Linked DNA regions of Mus musculus: regions 1 and 3 are each linked to region 2. Evidence: chromatin contacts called from public HiChIP or PLAC-seq data. All regions are on one chromosome and are shown on one strand. The core of a region is the stretch at or near the end of the contact, and the rest is flanking DNA. Distances in the headings are between cores, read along the strand shown.

The links. HiChIP or PLAC-seq counts read pairs in DNA pulled down with a chosen protein or histone mark.
Region 1: a BATF HiChIP or PLAC-seq map of CD8 T cells shows a contact between it and region 2, with 8 read pairs. The contact joins the promoter of Nhlrc2 here to the enhancer-like site in region 2. A contact is called at or near these places in 17 of 39 promoter capture datasets (the 3T3-L1 cell line, 3T3-L1-derived adipocytes, the C10 cell line and 10 more), 2 of 484 Hi-C or Micro-C datasets (bone marrow-derived macrophages and embryonic stem cells), 26 of 115 datasets of contacts at active chromatin or transcription factors (CD8 T cells, acute myeloid leukemia, bone marrow-derived macrophages and 16 more) and 3 of 9 other capture datasets (adipose tissue, liver and pancreatic islet).
Region 3: a contact with region 2 is called in a BATF HiChIP or PLAC-seq map of CD8 T cells, with 5 read pairs. The contact joins two enhancer-like sites. A contact is called at or near these places in 12 of 39 promoter capture datasets (the 3T3-L1 cell line, 3T3-L1-derived adipocytes, the HPC-7 cell line and 7 more), 2 of 484 Hi-C or Micro-C datasets (bone marrow-derived macrophages and embryonic fibroblasts) and 4 of 115 datasets of contacts at active chromatin or transcription factors (CD8 T cells, effector CD8 T cells, embryonic fibroblasts and 1 more).

The regions. Positions count from the first base shown.
Region 1 is chr19:56,546,883-56,549,582 of GRCm38.p6, forward strand. Nhlrc2 (NHL repeat containing 2) reads left to right here and starts at 1,379. Exons shown (of 11, transcript NM_025811.3): 1 at 1,379-1,978. The coding sequence starts at 1,801. It overlaps Dclre1a (DNA cross-link repair 1A), which reads right to left and starts at 1,240. Exons shown (of 10, transcript NM_001360437.1): 1 at 1,092-1,240; 2 at 1-821. The coding sequence starts at 268.
Region 2 is chr19:56,755,492-56,758,191 of GRCm38.p6, forward strand. It overlaps Gm32718 (a long non-coding RNA gene), which reads left to right. Exons shown (of 7, transcript XR_001782687.1): 5 at 1,217-1,724. Among named protein-coding and RNA genes, the nearest start is that of Gm32718, 14 kb to the left of the region's middle. Within about 2 kb of position 1,445, at least 19 of the 459 cell types and tissues checked have an H3K27ac peak or open chromatin away from gene starts, as enhancers often do. A contact at or near this core is called in CD8 T cells and memory CD8 T cells, where this site is marked.
Region 3 is chr19:56,587,026-56,589,725 of GRCm38.p6, forward strand. Nhlrc2 (NHL repeat containing 2) reads left to right here. Exons shown (of 11, transcript NM_025811.3): 6 at 1,145-1,244. Among named protein-coding and RNA genes, the nearest start is that of Nhlrc2, 40 kb to the left of the region's middle. Within about 2 kb of position 1,401, at least 172 of the 459 cell types and tissues checked have an H3K27ac peak or open chromatin away from gene starts, as enhancers often do. A contact at or near this core is called in CD8 T cells, where this site is marked.

The DNA.
Region 1 (2,700 bases), core at 129-2,628, 210 kb before region 2:
TGTCTGTTTCTGCAAGGCACACTTTGTGGTCCTTCGTCTTGCCTGGATTTTCTGAAGTCCTTTTTTCATTTCCTTTTGACTGGTGTTTTCCATCTGTTGATTTTTCAACAGATTCTGAAATATTTTCAGAACAATTATTTGGATGTACGGGTTTGGGCTTTCTTTTAGATTTATATTCCCAGATTTCTTCTTCCCAAAACGTGTCTTCTAACATGGCCAAATGATTTTTGTGAGTACAGCACCAGTCTTTGGTGAATTCAGAGTCCATTTCTTGTAACAAGTTTTTAATAGGAAAAAAAAAGTAGCCAAAAGCCAACTAACTTGGTTGGAACTGAAAGCTTTGGTGATATTGGCACACAACCCACTTAGTACCTGTGAACACCTGCTGTTCCATTTTATACCATAATAAAATTAAGAGAACTCACTACAGGGTAACATCTATACGGTTTTCTTTACATTGTGACACTATTTCATTCAGGTTTTTTTTTAACTTCTCAGAACTTGATTTATAAAAATAAGAATCAAGAATGTCTTGAATGTCAAGCACTGACGGTAAGTACCAGGCTCAATGACTTTAACTGAAAACAGTCTCCATATAATGGTTAGAAAGCTATTCTGGCTCTCGTTCATGTGGACAAGTGTCCATTTACAAGTCCAGTCACAGTCCCTAGTCTACTTAGTGTGAGACTAGTCCATAGACTAGACCATAATCAAAGAGGTGTTGGTTACAACCGACAGCTGCCCTTATTCGTGACTCATGGGTCCAACCAGTTTCAGCTTCCTGGGTCAGTCCATTTCTTCCTCCATCCTAGGATCAAACCCTGCACAGTGAACAAAGTTCAAACATGTGAGACTGTACTCCACACCATAGGGGCTGTCTGCCCTGAAATCAATCAGCCACTTCTGCAGACCTCCAGAGAGGTCAGGTACCAGAAAATTCCTACAGGCTCCCGCTCTTTGCCTTTGGATCTGGGGTGGGGGGAAGATCAATGAAGGAGCCCTACATTATTCCCAGGTTAAATAATGCCAACATCCCAATGAGCCCTTGTGCAGCTCGCCCCGTTCCTCCCGGTAGTCCCTCGTGGGCACACCTGGCCTGGCAGCAGGGGGACCCCGCTGCAGCTGCCTCCTCTCTGCGCCAGCTCGCGGGACATTCCATTCGCGCCCGCACTTTCAGCACACCCAGAGTCACAGGACACTTTTGTTGTTGTCAACACAAAACCACCGGCCTCACTGCCTACATTAAAAAAAAAAAAAAAAAAAAAAAAAAAAAAAAAAAGAGTCTCCTCCGAGGGTTGCTTTACCTTCTTTACCTTTCGAGTCTTTCTTGGCGGGAACGCTGTCCCACTGTCACTGCCGTGCCGAATCGGCTGATCTCAGTTTAAGAGTGGGACACACAAATGGGCAGGCTTTTCTTAAGTCGGCTCTTTTAAACGTGTACATGGTTATTTGAATTTTATTTGTCTTGGAATTCCCTGCCGGGCTTCAAAGGCAATGGGTTCCCAGCTCCTCTGGAGCGCGACCCTAGCAGCCTTCCCCGTGTCGAATCTGGCGCTCTGAACGTCCAGGCTTCGCGGCGGCCCGGAACCTGGAAGGGGCGGGGTGGGCAACTCTGGAGTTTAATTACGCGCCAGGGAAGCACGGCCCTTTGGACTTTGGCGTCCGGAGGAAGGCTTATTGGAGGCGGAAGCGTGTGTGGCGCAGGGCCGGGCTGGCCAGGCCCCGCTCTGAGTCAAGAGGGCGGCGCACGCTGGTCCGACCCGCGCCCTCGGCCCCGGAGCCCTCGGGAGCTCGCGCAACATGGCGGCTCCCGGAGCGCGCGGCGCGAGCCTCTCGGGCCTGCTGCCCGCGCAGACCTCGCTCGAGTACGCCCTGCTGGACGCCGTCACCCAGCAAGAGAAGGATGAGTTGGTCTACCAGTATCTGCAGAAGGTGGACGGCTGGGAGCAGGACCTAGCGGTGCCCGAGTTTCCGGAAGGTGAGGGGCTGGCGTCGGGGTGGGGGCCGCTCCCGGGTCCTCCCCTTCCTCGGTGGCTCCCTCCCGCCAGCAGATCGGTGCCCTGCGGTCCTCCCACAGCCCCCGAGGTGCTCCAGGGGAGCAGCGACACACGGAGGGGGTTCTGCTGGGCGGGGACCAGTGTTTGCATCTCTGTCTGGAATCCTGCGTGACCTGACGTCAGTAGCCTCAAGGCTCCATGGGTGTATATTGATCACTTTTTAATGTGCCACAGACGGTTTGAAGCACTTGAGAGCTCCTACTTACCTGGTACAACCCACCGAGACCCTCTTACTAGTCTTGTTTTACAGTTAAGGAAACTGAGGCACAGGGAAGGCTAGGAAACCTGCCCGTCTAATAACCACTAGAGTTGGACTACATTCTACAGGCATAGCATCTGATGGTTTTCTAGTCCAACCGCGTTTCCACGTTCAAAGTGGTGAACCTATTGATCTTTAAAATCTGGAATCAATTTTAGCTTAGTACTCAGGTTTGAATCCTAGTAGTGGGAACTGTTGGGACATAGGGAAACGATACTCCCGGTAGTACAGTTTAAACAAAACGCTCCCTTACCTTCTTTGGTTGGGAGTGTCATTGTTTAGCCTGCCGTGTTGGCATGTGTCCTGGCGTGTGACACTGAAACCACATGCATAGTTAATTTGTTACCTGTGGTAGGGTTCAGGTATCTTCCGGAAGGATCTATC
Region 2 (2,700 bases), core at 195-2,694:
TTCCTTTAAAGACTGCTTGTAATTCATTTTAAGATTTATATTTAGCTTAATGCGGAAACAGAGCCATCCCTGGTTTATGGTGCCCAGAAGTTTACCTTCAGAATGGATGTAGGAAGAGCAAGGAGAGGCTGGGAGATGGCTCTCTCTGTAAAGTGCTTAGCATACAAGTATGAGAATTTGAGTTCAAATCCCCAGAATCCATTTAAAAGCTAGAAGCTAGTGGAGCTTGCCTGTAATCCAGGCTCTGAGGAAGTGGAGACAGGCAGATCGGGGTGGGGGCGTGGGGATGGGTGGGGGAGCCTCACTCGATCACCAGCTAGCTCCAGGTTCAGTTAGAGACCCTGTCTCGATAATAAGATGGACAGTGACTGAGAAAGACCACACACATGTCCATGTGCGTGTACGCGCACATACACACATGCATGTACACATGCACACAGCCATACACACTCAGTGTGGGGATGCACACACAAGGAGGCAGAAAATAACAAGTGACCCCTCGCTTACGAAAGCCAAATACTGCCCGGCATCATTCTCCTTATAATTATCAGTTGTGCAAAGAATAGCTTCACTCAAGGGCAGCTGTGTGGCTGTTCCTCTCAGCTCTCTGCCAGAGGCTTTGGTAGACATAGAAGAGGCTCGGGCTATGGCTCCCATGCCCCTGGAGTCCATCTTGGCACAGAGATACCCTGGAGGGTCTCCTGTAACCACGGAGCCATCAGTCAGCTGGTGGTTCATAAGCCTGGACTACCAGTTCCTTGTAGGGCCACACCCCTCACGCTGACACCCACACACCCCCCCACACACACAGGAAGCCCTAAACGCTCTGTCGAGTGATTCTCAGTCTTTCCGTGGTAAATGACATTTTTCCAAATCCCAAGCCTACTGCCGACCGATGCTCTGGCAAAGCACACGAAATGATGTGTGCATACAGCAGCGGTGCCGAACCCTTGTGCAACATTTTAAATGCTTTCCTCCAACTCCTGCGGCTATCTCCCTGTTGACTAAAAACAACAGCACACCCTCTAGAGCAGCCTTGGTCACAGACCACACATTAGCCACGAGGAAGAAGTGGGTGTGTCGTGTCTACAGTGACTGAGCCCACAGTTCACACTCAGTTGGGTAACCAAGTCCTGGGACCATGCAGTCATGCTATCGAAGAAGTTACCAGCCCCACCCACATGTGCTGTTGCTGCCCCGCATCTTCTTCCTCCAGATCTGTTCTCTGCTCACTCACTGGATCAGTGAAGAAATCAAGGCAGAAAGGCGAGAGCCAGTAAAGGCGGATGCAGAGCTCTGGAGTGACCGAGACCCACACAGGATGCATCAGCAAGGGTGTGGCCCTGCTTACCTAGGGTCCAATTGACTCATCCAGACTATCTTGCTTGCCCCTCTGTGAGCTGAGCCTCGCTGGCTGAGTTCTCACACCTCTCATGATTGTCACTGGGTGGAACCTGCTACATAGCATCACGGTCAGGCCAGTGCTTCTTTAATTAGCATTTCAAGTTCACTGAGGTATGGCTCATGGGACTGCTCATCTCCTCCCCACCACAGCCACAGTTCTGGCAGCCCTGGTCACCAGAAGGTGGCCAGGTGAGATTACCTTTGCCATTCTGTGGCCAGCTGCAAACCAGCGACCTGGAGAGAAGTCGCCTATCCACAAGCAGCCCTGGGGATCCGTCTCTCCATGCAAAGCATTTCAAGGCACAGAGGGAACTGTCATGGTGAGAATTCTGCTGAGAATTCTGCCATAACTCAGGGTGAAACTTCTTTACAAGGAGCAACTTAGAAGGATGGGGAGGGCAGTGTTGATCAACTCCACAGTGTGTGTGTGTGTGTGTGTGTGTGTGTGTGTGTGTGTGTGTGTGTGAGAGAGAGAGACAGAGACAGAGACAGAGAGAGACAGAGACAGAGACAGAGAGATGAGACAGAGAGAGACAGAGAGACAGGGAGAGAGAGACAGAGACAGAGAGATGAGACAGACAGAGACAGAGAGACAGAGAGAGAGACAGAGAGAGACAGAGACAGAGAGATGAGACAGAGAGAGACAGAGACAGAGAGATGAGACAGAGAGAGAGAGAGAGAGAGAGAGAGAGAGAGAGAGAACACAACGGAAGTTCGCCTCCTGTCCTCAAGCTCGTAATCAATGTTGAACGCTGTGCAGGACATACTGCAGGAATTCTCAGTGATTCACGGCTTAACTACTCTCATGGAAGAACATGGATGGAGAGAAGCACTCTGTGTGTTTCGGTCGCTGCCGTGGTATTTTTAGCACTGGTTTCAGTGTTATGGTTTTTGATTACTCAGTAAGACAGGAAATTAATTTGACTCAAGATGAAGCTGTCACACCAAGGTCGAGAGCTTTGTGCCTTCCTTCCTTCCTTCCTGACATTTTGACATAAGCCTCTGAGAAATCAATAGTAAAGTTGAGCTACAGTGACCAGAACCACCATCTTCCTACCCTCTTCTGAGTTCCGTCCGACCGACCTCACATTGAAGTCCTCTTTCTAAAATATTCTTTGGGCAAGAGAGGCAGCCCACTGGGTCAGAGGGGTTGCTCTGCAAGCATGAAGGTCTGAGTCTGTGTGTCCAGATCACACATCAAACCCCAAGCATGGCTTCGTACGCCTGTAAACCCAGCAGTGCCTGGGCAGAGAGAGACTTGCAGTTCTGGATAACTTGTTCTCCCATCATCCAGCC
Region 3 (2,700 bases), core at 151-2,650, 170 kb before region 2:
ACTCCTTGAAGGATTTTAAACCAGGCCCGAGAGGTGGCTCATTTGCTGAAGGGCTTGCCGTGCAGCATGAGGATCTGAACTCAGTCTTGAGCACCCACATAAAAAGCTCGGCCTGCCTCAGAGCCCTGGGGGCTGAGATGGAGGATCCTTGGACTTTCCCAGTAGCCAGCCAGTCCAGCCAGATCAGTGAACTCTAGGTACACAGAGAACCTGTCTAGTAAGTACATAAAGCAGAGCCTGACTGAAGGAGACACAACATTGACCTCCAGCCTCCACACACACATGTGCACACTCCTACAGACACAACCCCGTAAGTATTAGAGGCTACTAGATAGTGCATTTGCAAATGACTGATCTACTTTGTGTCTGAATATCAAATCCCATGCCTTTGGTAATAAAAAGACACATTCCTTTAGCTTCTTTTTATTGTTATTTTGTTTTAACACAGGGTCTCTACTTTGTAACCCAGGCTGGCCTGGAACTTGCTATGTAGTCTAACAGGCTTCCAACTTGGGCTTCTCCTGCCTCTGCCTCTGCCTCTCTGCCTCTCTCTGCCTCTCTCTGCCTCTCTGCCCCTCTGCCCCTCTGCCCCTCTGCCCCTCTGCCCCTCTGCCTCTGCAGTACAGGAATGGGCCACCACACTCCTCTGAAATCTGCCTCTTAGCCTCTGGGACTACAGGAGTATGCTTCCACACTGCTCTTAAAAGCATCACTTCTTTTGTGGAAATTGCCAGAGTTTTCTTAGAGAATATCAGCCCATTTTTGTGTCACATAAAAAATGTTTTAATCGGTGTTTAAAAACATTGTTTCCAGAGATGCAGATTGACATACTGCTATTAAGAATGTGTGGATTTGGTTTAAGGAAATGGAAATGCTAATTGATTTAATTTTGTCATTGCACATTGTAAACATGTATTGAATTATCACCCTGTACTGCATTTAATTAAAAAAAATATGACAGCTTTGGGTTCTCATGAAACTGTTGCAGGTGAGGTGGAAGGTTTCTAGTAACACATCTTCCCTGAGGAACCGTGTTCTGAAACAGCTGATTTATAAAAACTAGTATCATCTATGGATTTCAATTCCTAAAAAGTATCATAGTAACCAGATATGTATATAATACATGCTACTTATTTTCATAAAGGTTCAGAGGTCCAAAGAAATGACATCCTGTGGATAGCCATGGCAGGGACTCATCAGATATGGGCACTCCTCCTAGACTCTGGCACACTGCCAAAGAAAAGGTAAGTGGCTGTGTCCTGGGACAGCCGTCCTCCTTAGTCCCCAGCTTCCCTGCCCAGGTCACCGTGCCAGGGTGCGCACACTCAGCCACATGGCCCAACAGGCTTCTTGCTCTCTCGAGTGGCTTCACTGGGGAGCATTGGTCTGCTCCCCAGGCCGAGGAGGCAGCTGCTGTCAGGAGCTCTGCCAGCCCTTCTGGCAGAGATAGAGAGGAGGAGGTGGTGAGTCACTAGCTGGTTCTCAAAGCTGCTGCTCAGAGGTGACATAACGTCACTTCCACTTGTATTTCATCAGCCTTAGTTAAGCCTGTGGCTGCATCTAATTTCTAAGAGCCTGGGAGGAGCCATTCTTCTGAGTGCCTAGAGAGAGAACCAGAAATGTTAGGTGGGGCTTTAATCCTTCACAACATAAACACAGTTCCTGTGTCTGCAGTCACTCCTTCAGGTGCTTCAGAGTGCTGCATGGCAGTCCTAGCTCTCCTTACTGTGGAAGCACAGGAGAGTGAGTGAGCCCCTTTACCTCTGTCATTTTCCATCATTGTATGTGTTTGTGTCACCTAGGGGATTGCTGTGTGAAGAGTTAGGATAGCATTGGCACCAGGCGGGCACGTGAGTGTGGGGAGCAGTACTTCTCCTGACTCCCCCTCCTCCCTCAGCCTCAGGCGGGGCTGGCTGCACTCCCCTTTGCTCCTCTCTTCTCTGTCTCTTGGCTCATGCCTGATTATAACTGTTTCTTCCTACTAGACTACCTCTTAAAGAAATGAGCCTGGTTCCATTTACTCAGTGTACTCGGCCCTGTGCTGTATCTGTTAGATAACAGCCCAGTAAGAGCCTATATGTAGAATAAGTAAGTGACTGAAAGTCTGTCCTGTGCCTGCGGAAGGCACTGAGCCAGGCCACTGGAGCTGCACACTGGCTTGCCCATTTGCGGTCTCACAAACCTAGGACCACTTGTTCAGGGTGGTACCACCCAAAGTGGGCGGGGCCCTTTCATGTCAATCATCAGTGACCACAAGTTTGTCCACAGGTCAGTCTGATGGACACATTCTCTGTTGACGTTCCCTCTTCTCAGACGACTCCAGTTTGTGTCAAGTTGACCAAAAGCTGACCAGAACACAGTCACAGACCACAAAGTTGTTATGTAGTAATAGGAAGTAGGTACAAGCTTACAAGCTATCACAATTATCTTTGGTTGCTTTTAGCTTTTTATGCAGTATTTCTCTGTGTAGCTCTGGCTATCCTAGAATTCACTCTGTACTCTAGACTAGCGTCAAGCTCAGATCCACCTGCCTCTACCTCCTGAGTGCTGAAATTAAAAGTGTGCACCATCACCGCCCAGCCCACTACACTCATCTTTATTTGTAGAAAGGGACAGCTGTCTAGCAAGTTCAAGACCTCCGGTGTCCAGGCACAGGTGTGGAACGCAGCTGTGTAGTGGTTTATGACAGTCACGCATCTG